Regions from separate parts of the Mus musculus genome. Here all the other regions are linked to region 5. Evidence: chromatin contacts called from public ChIA-PET, capture Hi-C and promoter capture Hi-C data. All regions are on one chromosome and are shown on one strand. The core of a region is the stretch at or near the end of the contact, and the rest is flanking DNA. Distances in the headings are between cores, read along the strand shown. Region 1 holds the start of Chrna3 (cholinergic receptor, nicotinic, alpha polypeptide 3). Region 2 holds the start of Ube2q2 (ubiquitin-conjugating enzyme E2Q family member 2). Region 3 holds the start of Chrna5 (cholinergic receptor, nicotinic, alpha polypeptide 5). Region 4 has its middle 23 kb from the start of Ube2q2. Region 5 holds the start of Dnaja4 (DnaJ heat shock protein family (Hsp40) member A4).

Evidence for each region. Promoter capture Hi-C pulls out the DNA fragments that hold promoters and counts their contacts. ChIA-PET counts read pairs in DNA pulled down with a chosen protein or histone mark. Capture Hi-C pulls out chosen DNA fragments and counts their contacts.
Region 1: a promoter capture Hi-C map of embryonic stem cells shows a contact between it and region 5. The contact joins the promoter of Chrna3 here to the promoter of Dnaja4 in region 5. A contact is called at or near these places in 5 of 39 promoter capture datasets (the 3T3-L1 cell line, embryonic stem cells, liver and 1 more) and 1 of 9 other capture datasets (embryonic stem cells).
Region 2: a promoter capture Hi-C map of hematopoietic stem and progenitor cells shows a contact between it and region 5. The contact joins the promoter of Ube2q2 here to the promoter of Dnaja4 in region 5. A contact is called at or near these places in 13 of 39 promoter capture datasets (the C10 cell line, the SN4741 cell line, cranial neural crest and 8 more), 4 of 115 datasets of contacts at active chromatin or transcription factors (embryonic basal ganglia, embryonic forebrain, memory CD8 T cells and 1 more) and 1 of 9 other capture datasets (liver).
Region 3: a contact with region 5 is called in a capture Hi-C map of embryonic stem cells, with 3 times the contacts expected there. The contact joins the promoter of Chrna5 here to the promoter of Dnaja4 in region 5. A contact is called at or near these places in 5 of 39 promoter capture datasets (the 3T3-L1 cell line, embryonic stem cells, frontonasal cranial neural crest and 1 more), 1 of 115 datasets of contacts at active chromatin or transcription factors (double positive thymocytes) and 1 of 9 other capture datasets (embryonic stem cells).
Region 4: an RNA polymerase II ChIA-PET map of memory CD8 T cells shows a contact between it and region 5, with 8 read pairs. The contact joins the enhancer-like site here to the promoter of Dnaja4 in region 5. A contact is called at or near these places in 4 of 39 promoter capture datasets (the C10 cell line, embryonic stem cells, pre-B cells and 1 more) and 4 of 115 datasets of contacts at active chromatin or transcription factors (embryonic forebrain, memory CD8 T cells, neural tube and 1 more).

The regions. Positions count from the first base shown.
Region 1 is chr9:55,025,267-55,027,966 of GRCm38.p6, reverse strand. It overlaps Chrna3 (cholinergic receptor, nicotinic, alpha polypeptide 3), which reads left to right and starts at 1,405. Exons shown (of 6, transcript NM_145129.3): 1 at 1,405-1,636. The coding sequence starts at 1,573.
Region 2 is chr9:55,147,932-55,150,631 of GRCm38.p6, reverse strand. Ube2q2 (ubiquitin-conjugating enzyme E2Q family member 2) reads right to left here and starts at 1,263. Exons shown (of 13, transcript NM_180600.3): 1 at 806-1,263. The coding sequence starts at 997.
Region 3 is chr9:54,980,082-54,982,781 of GRCm38.p6, reverse strand. It overlaps Chrna5 (cholinergic receptor, nicotinic, alpha polypeptide 5), which reads right to left and starts at 1,294. Exons shown (of 6, transcript NM_001373901.1): 1 at 1,061-1,294. The coding sequence starts at 1,166.
Region 4 is chr9:55,124,935-55,127,634 of GRCm38.p6, reverse strand. No RefSeq gene overlaps it. Among named protein-coding and RNA genes, the nearest start is that of Ube2q2, 23 kb to the left of the region's middle. Within about 2 kb of position 1,409, at least 57 of the 459 cell types and tissues checked have an H3K27ac peak or open chromatin away from gene starts, as enhancers often do. A contact at or near this core is called in memory CD8 T cells and pancreatic cancer cells, where this site is marked.
Region 5 is chr9:54,698,128-54,700,827 of GRCm38.p6, reverse strand. It overlaps Dnaja4 (DnaJ heat shock protein family (Hsp40) member A4), which reads right to left and starts at 1,269. Exons shown (of 7, transcript NM_021422.4): 1 at 968-1,269. The coding sequence starts at 1,099. It overlaps Gm46113 (a long non-coding RNA gene), which reads left to right and starts at 2,108. Exons shown (of 2, transcript XR_001779175.2): 1 at 2,108-2,700.

The sequences.
Region 1 (2,700 bases), core at 156-2,655, 330 kb before region 5:
AGATACTGGCTTCTTTATGCTGGGTCTTTTTTTTTTAAAGATTTATTTATTATATGTAAGTACATTGTAGCTGTCTTCAGACACTCCAGAAGATGGAGTCAGATCTCGTTACAGATGGTTGTGAGCCACTGTGTGGTTGCTGGGATTTGAACTCCGGACCTTTGGAAGAGCAGTCGGGTGCTCTTACCCACTGAGCCATCTCACCAGCCCATATGCTGGGTCTTTAAAAACAACTTCATTGGGTCAGCAAGATGACTCAGTGAGCGAAGGCACTTGCCTCTCAAGCCTGGAGGCCCGAATCTCATCCCTAGAATCCTTATAAAGACTCTAAGAGAGAATCAACTTCACAAAGCTGTCCTAGGGCTTCTATGTGTGTGCATGTACACATACTTCCTCTCAGGCTTCCATGTGTGTGCACGCCCCCCCCCACACACAATAAACAAAACTCTTTTTAAAATGATCACTTTTATTGAAGTATAAATTCACTCATTGTGCACTGGACAATACCATGAATTTTAGTATGTTCATCACCATGATCCAGCTTAGTACTGCTCCATCACCCTTACAAGGTCCCCAAGAACCATCAAGGAAGCCTTCATGGGCTAAGCCATCCCTGGTGGATGGCCAGAGAGGTCAAGAGACCCCAGAACACCTACCTTGTCACCGTCGATTCCTGGGACACATGGGTTTGCAGCTGGCAGTGAGACCAAGGGAAATCTATAACCGCCACAAAAGGAAATCTATGACGGTCACTATGGGAAGCCAGATCCTCTAGTTATTCCAACTTTACTTATAAAAGTATTTATTTACTCTGCTGGGAATCGCAGCCTGGACCTTAGGTGTGCTAGACAAGCACTCTACTGCTGAGCTATAACCATCAGCATTTGTCTGTTTTCTCAAGGAGCATCTCTAGCATAGTCTAAAGAAAGTAGCGAAAATAATATAAAACCTCCCAGATATCATCACCCTTGCGTCCACCATGGGGAACTCCTTGCCAATATTGTTTCCATCCCAAGCCATCGAGTCCCTCTTAACTGTATGCTGTGTACACACACACACACACACACACACACACACACACAGCATCGTGCTGAAAATAGTTACTTTAAGAGCATAAACTTCCACGGTCCACTTTTGAGTTACACTAGAGCTGGCACATGTGATAGGCCCCCAGCCCTCCTCAGAGCTGTACCTGCCAGAAAGCCAGGGCCAGAAATTTGACCCTTTCTTCCTGCCATGGTGACAATGCCTGATCCCGACTGGTCTGTAGCCTAGAGGTTTCAAGAGTCCAGGGAGGCTCTGGGCGAGGCATCGAGGCATCGACGCAGAAGACCGTGGCCCGACGCCCCTCCCACGACGGACGCAGCTCCTGCCTTGGCCTCCCAGCCTCCCCGCCCTGCGGCTGCTAGCAGCGCTTGCCTGCCTGGGGTTCGTGCACTCGGGCGCGCAAGTGCGCGGGAGCTCGGCGGCGCGAAGCCGGGAGGAACCCCGCGCTCTCCGTGCTAGCTTAGCTGTGCTTCGGTGGTGGTCAGCACCAGAGTGGCTCCGGTCCTGTCCATGCGGTCTTCAGACATGGGTGTTGTGCTGCCCCCGCCGCCGCTGTCCATGCTGATGCTGGTGCTGATGCTGCTGCCAGGTACAAGCGGGGAGCGGTCGGGTCCGGAGCCTAGGCTGGCTGCGGGCGGTGGCCATCGGGCGGCGGGTGGGTCTCCTGTGCGAGGCTGCAGCCCAGGGCTCTGTTTTCCGCACGACTTTGACCACCAGAGCCTTAGAAGTCTAGGCACCCACTTGCCTTGAATCTCAGCGTGGCCCCACGGTTCTGCCTGTGCACGCGCATCCCAGTCCCTACCACTGAGTCCCTTGGCTACTCCTTTGTTCCCAAACCTGCTAGTTAGCTGAGGCTCGAGACTAGCCCAGAACCGGCCCTCTGCTTCTGCTAGGGAGATAGAGGTTTGGGTCCCGGTCCCGAACGTCGCCCCGCAGCCCCGCTTCCAGCATCTGCCTCCTCCCACCGCTTGGTTTTAAGTGGGAAAACATGCGGCCAAAGAAGGCTAAATATTTGTCTAAAGCTACCGGGTCGTTTTGGAGCTGGGGCAGGACCAAGCCTCTGGTTCTGGTCATCGGGTCTCTGCGCAAAATGATCGCGTTGCCTAGAGACCTTCGACGTGATCGCTCCTCCCAGGCCGTCGTGGAGGCTCTAGGGGGGAGCCTATTAGGAGAAAAGCCCTTCCAGAGACCCAGGATGGCTGGCGAGTGAAGCAGAAAAGCAGCTATGATGCTCCCCTGAAGGCGGTCAGAGCACGCAGGGGCGAGGGGAACGACACCAGCATTGTGGCTGTGCATCATTACAGTCTGCTCCACTGCATGGGTCCTGCTTAAATCTAAATCACAGCCTGAAGAAAATAAGTTACACCGGCCCCCTCCCCCGAGACTGTACCTAGACTGACCCTAGTACTGTAAGCAGACAGCTTGAGCCAATATGTCTTGCTTAGTTGGAGTGGATTTGTAAACAAAGGATGCCCAGGGACCAGAGGTAAAGGCTGGGATGAGGATGTGAAGACAGCCCAGCCAGGAACCCGGTAGGCATCTTGGCTCCTACGATATGATAACCAAGCCCCTGCAGAATTTGGAGAGAGTGAAGGGGCTGTAATCTCTGACACGGTGGAAAACAGGGCTCCTGGCCTGGGGGAACCCCGAGTG
Region 2 (2,700 bases), core at 14-2,513, 450 kb before region 5:
CTTCGATAGGGGGGGGGGGGAGAGAGTTCACTTACAATCTGATAATTTTACCAACTGAATGTTTCTAAAGAGCATTTCCCTTAAACAGAAAAGTAACTTCCCACGTGTTTCTCCAGCCTTCCAATCCCACTTGATCTTCCCCGGTAATAAACTGCGAAGCATCTCCTTTCCCCTCCTGGTAACGTCCAGGCTTCCGCACAGGGCACAGGTGGGACAGCTTGCACACTCACCACACCACCTGCCGCGTGGAAGGTTCCATGAGCTTTTCCAAAACACGTAAGCGCAAAGCCAGGTCAGGGCTAAACGATGGTTCCACACCATCCCCCGGGGTTGCGTCCTAAACTTTTTCCTTAAATACGTAGGCTTTCAGTGTTCGTTTGTCCTCGGAGACCAAAACACAAACGAGAACTGGTTGAACAAGCAAGGACGTGGGTTTTGGAACCCGATGGGAAAACGAGTAGCTAAAACAGATACTTGAGAGCCTTTCCACCTGAGCGACTGACAGGAGCCCACGGACGAGCCGCGGTCCCCAGAGCAGGCCGGCTGCGGGCGGCCATGGCGACCTCGGGGCCCGACGGGGGCCGCGAGGGGCCAACAGAGCAAAGCCGGCCCGCGCCGTGCTGCGACGCGCCTCCACCTCCTCCCGACCAGGCAGCCCGAGCTCCCGGCCGGGCCCAGGGCCCAGCCGCCAACCGGCCGTGCCCGGGACACCGGGGGTCTCCCGGGCAGGCGCCCTTTGTCCCGGGACTGCGGCGCCCAGGTCCGCCCCCGCCCGGCCCCGAGGGGCTACGACCCGGCGCCTCACCGTGATGTTGCAGTGAAGTGTGAGCGGCGGCGGCGGCGAAAGCGAGCTGCCCGGCGGTGGTGGCGGCGGCGGCACCAGGAACTGGCAGTGCAGCTCGTCCAGCTTCCAGCTGACGATGCGGAATCGCTCGTGGTTCTTGTCGAAGATGGACGCCAGGAACTTCAGCTCGGCCTTGAGCCCTGACACGGACATCTTCCCCTCATCTCCAGCGGGAGGGGTGAGGAAAGGGAGCCGGGGCCGGGAGCCGCCGTCACGGCCGCGACCGCCCCGCGGGGCCGGCCCGGGCCGCGCTCTCGCGGCTCCGCCTCTCCCCGCCGCCGCGACCCGCGTCCGAGCGCGGCTGGAAAATGGCGAGGAGCGCGAGGCCTCGGCGGGCGGGCGTGCGAGCGAGGGAGCGAGCGAGCGTGCGGGAGCCGGGCCGGCTGCTGCCTTTGTAACCGACTCCACCCGCAGGAGGCGGTGGCCCCGCGGCTTAAAAGGGCAACAGCGACGCCGCCCCCACCGCCGCCTGGGAGAGGGCTGCCCCCGCCCCGGCGCGCGCCCGCGAGCTCCGCGCGCGCTCCCGACCGCCCCCTCCTCTCATGACCCAGCCCCTTTCCGCCCCACACCGGGGCTCCGCGCCCAGCACCCGCCGCTCGCCCCGAGGATTTGGGCCGGCGGCACCGCACGAGGATGAACCTGAGCTCCCCTGCGCGCCTCTGCGCTGCACCGGGGCCTCTGGCCAGACACGTGCGCGGCCTATCGCGCCGGCCACGTCGGCTCGGGTAGGAAACGCGCGGGCCCCTGGAGGTTGCTCCTCCGCGTGGTTGTCCACCGGCCACCCACTCACCTGGCCTGGGCGCGGCCGGGATGGGGAGATGAGAGGTGTGCGCCTAGCACCTTCACGTATGTTGCTCTCGCTCCGCGCTGAACCACCCACCACTTTTCTAAGTGTGACTCCCGAAAGGTCCTTCTCTCCAGACTTGTACTCCCTCCTTCGCTCCCATTTGCCGAAGACGATGATAGAGCCTGCCAGCTTCTTCCCATCATCATTTCAATCTTTCACGTAAACATTTATGTGCTCGCGCTAATGTGGATACTCTGCGTCCTGAGTTTCTGCTGGACTTCCCAGAATGGACCATGTTTGTTGAAGTCACATCTCAAATGTGTCAGACTGATCCTTCCTGACCAACTAAGCTAAAGTAACCATGTAGATACCATGTATCCCTTTCCTAGGTTAACTTATTGCTTCTTTCTGTTGTCTCTGCTTAACACTGAAATCTCATTCAGAGAAGCACCCCTAGGATTGAGGGGAGGAAAAGCCTAATGACACCTGTGTCATTTAATAAATTCTTGCTCTTACCTGATTCCCCAGCACTTAACACAATTCTGGAATAACCTAGGTTCGTTCACAAATAACTAGAGGACTACATTTTTCCAGAGGCAAGACCAACTTTCTAGACATGTCACCTATGTAGTACCCAGGGTTCCTAGCTTAGTAAGGCTCCCGGGCCTGGTTTAGTGCCCTGCTGTCACCATCTTGAAATTCTTTTATTATTATTATTGGTTTGTTTTTGAGACAGGGTTTCACTATGTAGCCCTGGCTGTCCTAAAACGCACTCTCTGTAGACCAGTCTGGCCTCGAACTCACAGAGATCGGACTGTCTGCCTTCTGAATGCTGAGGTTAAAGGCCTGCACCACCGCCAGACTAGGAATGCATTCGTTTGTTTTTGGAAATAGGCTCACTATGTAGCAGTGGCTGTCCTTGAACTCACTATGTAGACCAGGATGGCCTTAAACTCACAGAGATCCAGCTGCCTCTGTCTCTTGAGTGCTAGGATTAAAGGCATATACTACTAGGCTTTGAAATTCTTATATTCTGTGAGGGAACCTGCTTTCTCCCTTTACACTGGTC
Region 3 (2,700 bases), core at 45-2,544, 280 kb before region 5:
CATCAAGAGTGGCAGGGATACCATTTTCTAGGCTGTCAGGCACTGCCTGGCGTTTTATATGCACCAATCAATCCTGAAAACGGATGAGAAAAGCAAGCAGTGTTGTCCTCCTGGTTCAACGGAAGAACGCAGTGGAGAGAATTCTGTCTTAAGACAAGACACACTGGGGACATAAATTAAGACAAGGGCACCCCTTTCCTTCTCTAAACTGTTTACACTCTGCAAAGATTTCATCTCTTCAGTAGACCGGTCCTGTAATCGGGAATCCTAGCCTGCGAAGTTACCACTTCCTAAAGAAAACCAGGACTCACAATTTAAGAACCTTAAGGAAAGAAAGGTCTGCCAGATTTCCTCATCTCAATAAAACTGAGCTTTGAGTGCAGCGACCCTCCACTTAAAGGAGCCGCACCTTCTCTAATATAGGACACACCACAGGTGCTCCAGAAACGGTAGTATTTTTTTCCAAAGTTCTTAAAAGGGCGGACTAAAATATGCTAAAGCACTGTAAATTCAAAGTACTAGCTAGGTTGTTTTGTTTGTTTCTATCCCAACCCACAACATCTGAAACGCTAACCAGGGGAGGGAGATGGGGCGCGGGAGAACGTGGAGGGTCGAGCTGGGAGGGTGGTACGCGCGAGCCCTGTTCCAAAAGAGCGAGGAACCCAGATACAATCCTTGAGTCCCGAAGTCTGGGCATGTGAACTGCCTAGCAAACGTTTCTTCTGCAAACGTTTGCTTCTTCTGGCCAAGATGCTGCCAGGAGTGAGGGAGAAGAGGGTAAACTATAAAGTCTCAAAGGCGAACATTAAGCCCAAAGTCTCCACACCGAGAACCAGCCACCAAGTGGGAAGCCCGATGACAGCAGCACGCTCTTGGAAAGTTGTACCGAGGCACGCCCTACACCAGCCGCCCAACGGTGACAGCCACCGAACGCCAAAACCGGCCTTTTCTTTGCTTTTGGGTGCTAACCTGGAACCTCATCCCGAATTTTCAGAAGAAAGGGAAAGGGAGCGGAGCCCTGCTGCGGGGCCCCGCGACCCTCAGCCCCGCCCCGGCTCACCTCCCCGCGCGCCCCGCGCCGCCCCGGCCGGCCGCCAGCGCCCCGCCAGCAGCTGCACCATCAAGAGCAGGCGCAGCGCGCGCCGCCGCGACCCCCGCGCCGCCATCGCCCGTCCGCCCGCCGACGGCTGCCTCGCGGATTACTCCGGGCCCTGAGGGACGGAGCACAAGAGCTGCCGCCGAAATCCGCTCGTTTCTCGGAAGCCGCTCGCCGCTCGCTCTTCAGCTTCTGCACGAAGCCCACCTTACCACTCGGTGGAAGGCCCGCGGAGCTCGAGGGCGGAGCCGCGGCGCTTAGCCCCGCCCCTATGGCCCGCAGCCCCGCCCCCAGAGCCCACACCCTGTCCTTCTAGGCTCCGCCCCGGGTCCAGCTTCATCAACTCGTAGCTCCGCCTTTCCCACACCTGGTGCTACCTTGTCACCCCCCTTCTCAGCCTTCCGCAAGAATTGTGACAGGTGCGAAGACTGTCCTGACCTCTGTTTTGGTGCGGTTTTGTTTCCTTTGGAACTGTAAACTCTGGATCCCCGAGTGAGCCAACAAGACTGCCTCCCTGCTGTGGACTTTCATGCCCCTGCTGTAGATACTAAGTGATCCATATCAGAAGACCTGCATTCGAGATCTGCATCTTGTTCAAATCACTCTTCCTTTGTGCGTCTATTTTCTCTTCCTTGTAAATGAGATGGATAAACTGGAGGACTCTGAAGGACAACTGTGACTGACAGCTCTGACATTCATTCAAGTCATCCGCGAAAATGATAGGCAATTGCTTCCAGAGTAGGCCATGCTGCCTGTGCGGTCATCACTTGGCATTGTAAATATTAGTGCCTTCGACTGCCACTGCTCCCTTACAACTTTGATGGAGATCGATGCTGACTGCGTCACAAATCCCTGTAGACTCTACACTGTATCTCATTGCCTCTGCTCATAATTGATTAGAACGCTTCATTTGGTTGAAGAGATTCAGGCAAATTATCTTTAAACTTCAGTGGCAGAGCATGCCAGATTTTTCACAGAAAATTATGGAGTTGGCACCTCTACAATTCATTATAGGCAGAAATCTCACTCCAACCTTCAGACTGCATAAATCTGTTTAAGTGAGACCGGGTTGCAAAGAATCTTAAAGGCAAAAGTCATTTAAGACCTTTTCCCCCTGGGTCCAAGTATACCCAGGGAAATGGAAACAATGTCCAAATGAGCGAGTGTATTTAAGCAGGCAAATGAAAGAACCAGAGAATAAAAGATGTGTATGGTGTTCACAATGCCAGTTGTTAATTACACCTCTGCACAAGAGTGAGACAGTGCCTAACCCCCTACACAGCAAATATATACTTTGAAGAATTTATAGGACTTACAGCTACTTATACCATTTGTTCTTGCCAGTGTTTGGGTGACTTTAGAGTGTTGCTCTACTTTCACAGCTAAGGAACGTGGAGAGTGGAGTTGAATAATTACTGAAGATCACAATACCTGTCAGTGGTAAAGCTGGGTTAATGGTTGTTAGCTCAGCCACCGTGAGCATAATTAGAACTTGGACTGCTCCGGAGTGTTAATCTACAGTCACAAGAGGACAGTTACCTACATCATCTCTGCAACACCATTGCCAGTTAAGCCAAAGGCGTGGCCTGGGATGTCTTGGGCAC
Region 4 (2,700 bases), core at 160-2,659, 430 kb before region 5:
CCCAGGTCCCATCCATTATCATCAAGGTGGGAACATGGCAGCATCCAGGCAGGTATGGTGCAGGAGGAACTGAGAGTTTTACATCTTCATCTGAAGGTTGCTAGCAGAATGCTGGCTTCAAGCAGCTAGAATGAGGGTCTTAAAGCCCTCACCCACAGTGACACACCTACTCTAAAAAGGCCACACTTTCTGATAGTGCCACTCCTGGGCCGAGCATATGCAAACCACCACAGGGATGAAAGCCTTTCTGTTGCACGACCACCCAGTCAGTTGCTCTTGCTTGGTGATTTTGATGCTGCCATCAGAACTGCTGGTGGCATTCTGCAAACACATCTCAGGTTTTACACAGGCAGGAGCTTCTCCATTAAGAGAGACACTGCCAGGGTACAAAGTACAGGAATATTGACCTCTTGAAGTAGTGGCAAGCTGCTTTCCAAAGTGGCTACACCAACTCATACCCAAATGTCAGTGTGAGCGGCCTTGGGCTCTGTGCACTCTGATGTGTCACACAGCAATGAAAATATAATGAAATATAGTGGGAAATATAAACCTTAGCAATGGCAGTAGGTGAAAAAGGCAAACTCCCCAAGGAAGGAAAGGACCACATTCTTTATAAAGCCCAGGAAACAGCTGGGGAGATGGGCTGCATGGCTATACTGTGGGGTTATACAAAGATGAAACAAACAAAACTGTACCACAAGGGACTGGCAGAGGGAGCGTGGCACACCCACCCTCACAGCAGAGCGCCTTGTAGTTCCACATTAATGCTTATAATTTCTCTTGATGTAAAAGGCCTATTCAAAATGCCCAAAAGGGGCTGGAGAGATGGCTCAGTGGTTAGACTGCTCTTCCAAAAGTTCTGAGTTCAATTTCCAGTACCCACATGGTGGCTCACAACCATCTGTAATGAGATCTAATGTGCTCTTCTGGAGAGTACTTACATATAAATAAATAAATAAATAAGTAAATAAATAAATAAATCTTTTAAAAATATGCTCAAAAGATGGAAGCAATCTGGGTACCCACGATGGATGAAGAAACAAAGGCATTCATTCATACAATGGGATGTTATTTGTCCATAAAAGGGGAAAGGATTGTGACATACTACAACAGGGACAGACCTTGAGGATACCACACTAAGTAAGTATACTCACAAAAAACCACATCCTGTCTGACTCACCTTATCTGAGATGTTTAGTCAAACACAGAAAAACAGAGTGTCTGGCAGGTCAGGGAAGAGGGCTCAGGAGTTATTTAGTAGGTAGTTTTAGTTTTGCATGGTGAAGATGATTCTAGAAACTGTTTGCTTAGCACTTTTAGTGTATTTTATACCATTGAACTGCACACTTGAAAATGGTCGTAGTGGTATGATGGTCAGCCTTCCATTTTTTCCCCTGTATTTATTTGTGTGCATGGTGAGGAAGGGATGACTGCATGTCCACACACATGTGGAGGCCCAAGGCCAGTGCGAGGTGTTTTCCTATAGCATTCTCTACCTTTAGTTTTTGAGACAGACTCACTCATGGGACCTGACACCCATCCATTTGGCTAGGTTGGCTGACCAATGAGCTTGAGGAAGTCTGTCACTCTTCGCCCTCACCCTACCTCAAGGCTGAGGTTACAGGCATGAGCTGCCATACATGTCCCGGAGTCTCCAAAGTCAGGCCCTAATGCCGGACTGGCAGGCGCTTTGCTGAGTCATCTTCCCATCCCAGCTTGTCAAGTTATAGTAAAATCCCGGAGATGATCACCTTAAAAAAACAGGAAGTTCATCCTGGCTCAGAGCTTTGTAGGTTTCAGTCGGGAAACCTCATGGTAGTCAGGAAGCAAAAGAGACAGGGAGGACAAACCACATATCTCCTTCAAGGACATATCTGCATTGACGAAACTTCCTTCCACTACCCACCCCCATCTTAGAGTTTTATGTCTCCCCAAAACACTGTAGACGAGGGACCAGGTCTTTAACATAATGGACCTTTGGGAAATATTCACACATATGAGCCTATGGTGGCCATTCTCACACAAACCACCGCAGAATATATTAAAATGTGTCTATATGTATCAATAATGAGGTTCCATCATGAACCAGGTCACTACTCAAATCCAGTTCTCTGTTAGTAAAGTGGGAAAAAAATATCTGCTTTCAAAGATCTCTGCCAGAAATTATGAACTATTTTAGAATTTTCAGTAAAGCTGAAAACATCATCTGTAATAACTGTTTCCTCCTGTTACTTTCCTAAAGCTCCAATTTAAAGAACCCTCCTGGGGCTGCAGCTATGGCTTGGTGGCAGAGTACACACTTGTTCAATTCTCGGTACCAAGCAAACAAATACACAGCCCTTCCAAGAACAGCTGTGCATAGAACCTGAGCCAGGAAAACTCCTGTTGCAAGTTCAGTGAGATTTCTGGCACTTAGAAGACACAAACAAAATTTGCTCACTAGTTTGGGAAGGAGTTGGCTCTGCTGGTAAAGTACCACACAAACACGAAGACCTGAGTTTGGGACCTCAGCAGCCACAAAAAAAGCTAGTCAAAGTGATGCATACCAGCTCTGGAGAAGTGGGGACTGGCATTTTTTTCTAGAGCTGGCAGATGTTTGGTGCATACTCCTGTCTCCAAGCCTATGCCCATGGTAGGCATTGCTAATCAATCACAGAATAGTGCACCAGTAAGCCTGGTCTATTTTAGAATCCTTTCTTA
Region 5 (2,700 bases), core at 20-2,519:
GGCTCCAAAAGTGATCCAGGTGTGACTGCTATGCGCTCCCACCATGGCGCTGGCTCCCCAGATTCATCTGGGGCAGCCAAAGTGGGTTTTTTGTTTGGTTTCCTTGGGGGTTTGTTTTGTTTTCTTAAACGACAAGAAGTGAAACAGACTAGCTAGCCAACTCTCCTTGCAATGGCTGGTACTTTGAGTCTCCTATTCAGGTGGGCCATTTCCGCTTTGGGAACAAAATGAAGAATGCCTTATTTCTGTAAACAGGATGGAAAAGGTTCAAATTAGGACACCAGTTGCAGAGCACTTCAGCCTATTATCTGTCAGTACTTATGGTCAACCGTGGGTCATTTGTCACAGGAAACCTGGAGTTCTCACTATAAGCAGATGTGTCGGGTTACAGACTTCTGCACCCCTGATTAATAACGACAAAAAAAGTGATGATTCCGTGTCTGAAAACTGTATCAGGCAGGAGGTGGCCCTCACAGATCATATCCACTCAGTCCCTCTCAAGAGGGACGCTGGGTTTGTCTAAGGTACAAGTCAGATCACAGGAACTCATCCCTAGGGCTTATGCAACACGCGGAACAGAAACACAATATTTCGCTGCCGGGGGGGGTCCCCAACAAGCACATAGCTTCTGTTCACCGGTGCCAGGGTTTCTGGTTTGCCGGTGTCTTCTCCCACAGGAATGCCAGGGCTGCCTCAGAGAGCTGTGCTCCCAGAGGTCAGCACGGATCCCCGTCAGGGTCCTCACAGCCCGGAAGCAGGGGCTCCAGAAACACTTGTAGAGCGAACGAAGGTGCGGATGGCTGCTGGCACTGGCGCCCCGCACCTAGCCTTGCTAGGTGCCCCCGACTGACTGCGCCCCGCGGCCTCCCTCGGGCTGGCGCGGCTCCTGGAGAGAGCCTCTGCGTCGCCTTCAATAATTCACAGCCCGGGTCCTCCCGTAACCCCGACACCCCGCGGGGCCCCGCACCTTCTCGCCCTCATCCGGGTTCTTGTCCGGGTGGTACTTGAGCGCCAGCTTCCGATAGGCCTTCTTGATCTCCTCCGGGGACGCGCTGGGCTTCACCCCCAGGATGTCATAGTACTGGGTCTCCTTCACCATCTTGTCTCTGCGGGGTGGGGCGGACGAAGCGGGTCAGCGCGCCCCCGACGCCCCCGGCCCGTGCCCCCGACGCCGGCCTGCGCGTCACCGTCTCGGTCGCGGCCGCTTCCCGGGGCTCCGTCCCGAGCGTGAGCCCGGGACCCAGTTGCGCTCCCGGCACCGCCGCACTCGAGCCGCCGGTACCTCCGCCGCCGGCTTTTATTCGGCGCCGGCGGAAGGTTCCGCCAGGAGGCGTGACGCCACATAGGCCCAGAACGTTCGCGGAGGTTCCGGCGGCTCCGGGGCTCGGTCCTCCGGCCGGGCGCGCGCGCTCACCCGTTCTCTTCTGAAGTCTGCTCCTCTGGCTGGCCGTCCGACTCCCCGGAGCTCCAGTTCTGACTGCCGCCACGGGCCATGTTGGGGTGCTCGGGGGTGGGGGGCTTCGGCGTGGAGGTTTCGGGCTTCGTGGTGGAAGTCGTTCGCTGCCGATTGTCACGCCGCCCCGAGGCCGTCCCCTTGCCCTTGCGTGGGTCCGCGGGGTTGGGTCGCTCTGGGATCCGATGGCCTGCAGGAGGGCCTCGTGTGCGCGAACCCTGGGCAGAGGAGAGCTTGGACTGGGAGGTCAGCGGACGCGCGGACCCCACCCGGCCTCTGCCTCGGGGTGTGGCCCCCTTCTGTTCGGTCACTGCGGGGGTGTGCTCTGGGGTCTGCCTTGGATTGTTGCATTTTGGGGGGTGTTGGAGTGAATGGCTGCCTTCTGTGGTGGCGTCGAGATCCTGCGGTGGCTGGTTCCCCCTAGGCATCTTGAAGGCTGGGTGACCATTAGCCTTTGAAGATGTGAACAGTGGCCTTTAGGTGGCCTGAGTTTGGACACTGGCCTCTCTATTGCCCACAGCTGGAAACCTCATAAGTACCCCAAGGGTGAGGAGTGACGTTTCCCAGCTGTGAGCAGTGATGACGTCTATCACCTGTGAACAGTGACATTATTTCCAAGTCTTTCAAGGATGAGCAGTGATCTCTCTTTTTTTTCAGGAGTGGGAATCCCCACCCCACCCCCACCCCCATACACACACATATCAATGCACAAATGGGCCAAGGCAGAGCCATCGAACCAGTATTGCAGCTCTACCGGGCACTGAAGCCTACAAGACCAGGCGGTCCAATCTTCTACTTCTCTAGGCTGCTTTCAACGGATGCCACGATTAAGACTACTCAAAACATGTGGGTGTGGACTTGCTGCTGCAGCGCTATCAGAATACTGCAGACCCTTCTGGCCTACTTAGGCTTCTCGTGGTGCAACACTTTATCCAGGAGAGGAAGCCACCCTGGCCAGCTCCCTGGAGTCCACTGGCCTGGGTTTTGATCTGGTGGCTGAAGCTCCTCTTTCATGCGCGCAATAGGGATACAAACGACTTAATACCCATGAGAAATTAAGCCAAGCCGCTAGCTTCTTTTCCGGGGAACATGAGAATCCACTTTCTGGATCTTGCTCCTATAGAACAGTCACTTTTGGGCAGATTCAGGACAGGAGGTCAGGAATTTGTGACTCCATTTTCCTGTGTCTTCTCTACACAAATCTCTGCCGTCGGGCTTATTTCTCCACTTCTGGGACATGATCACTG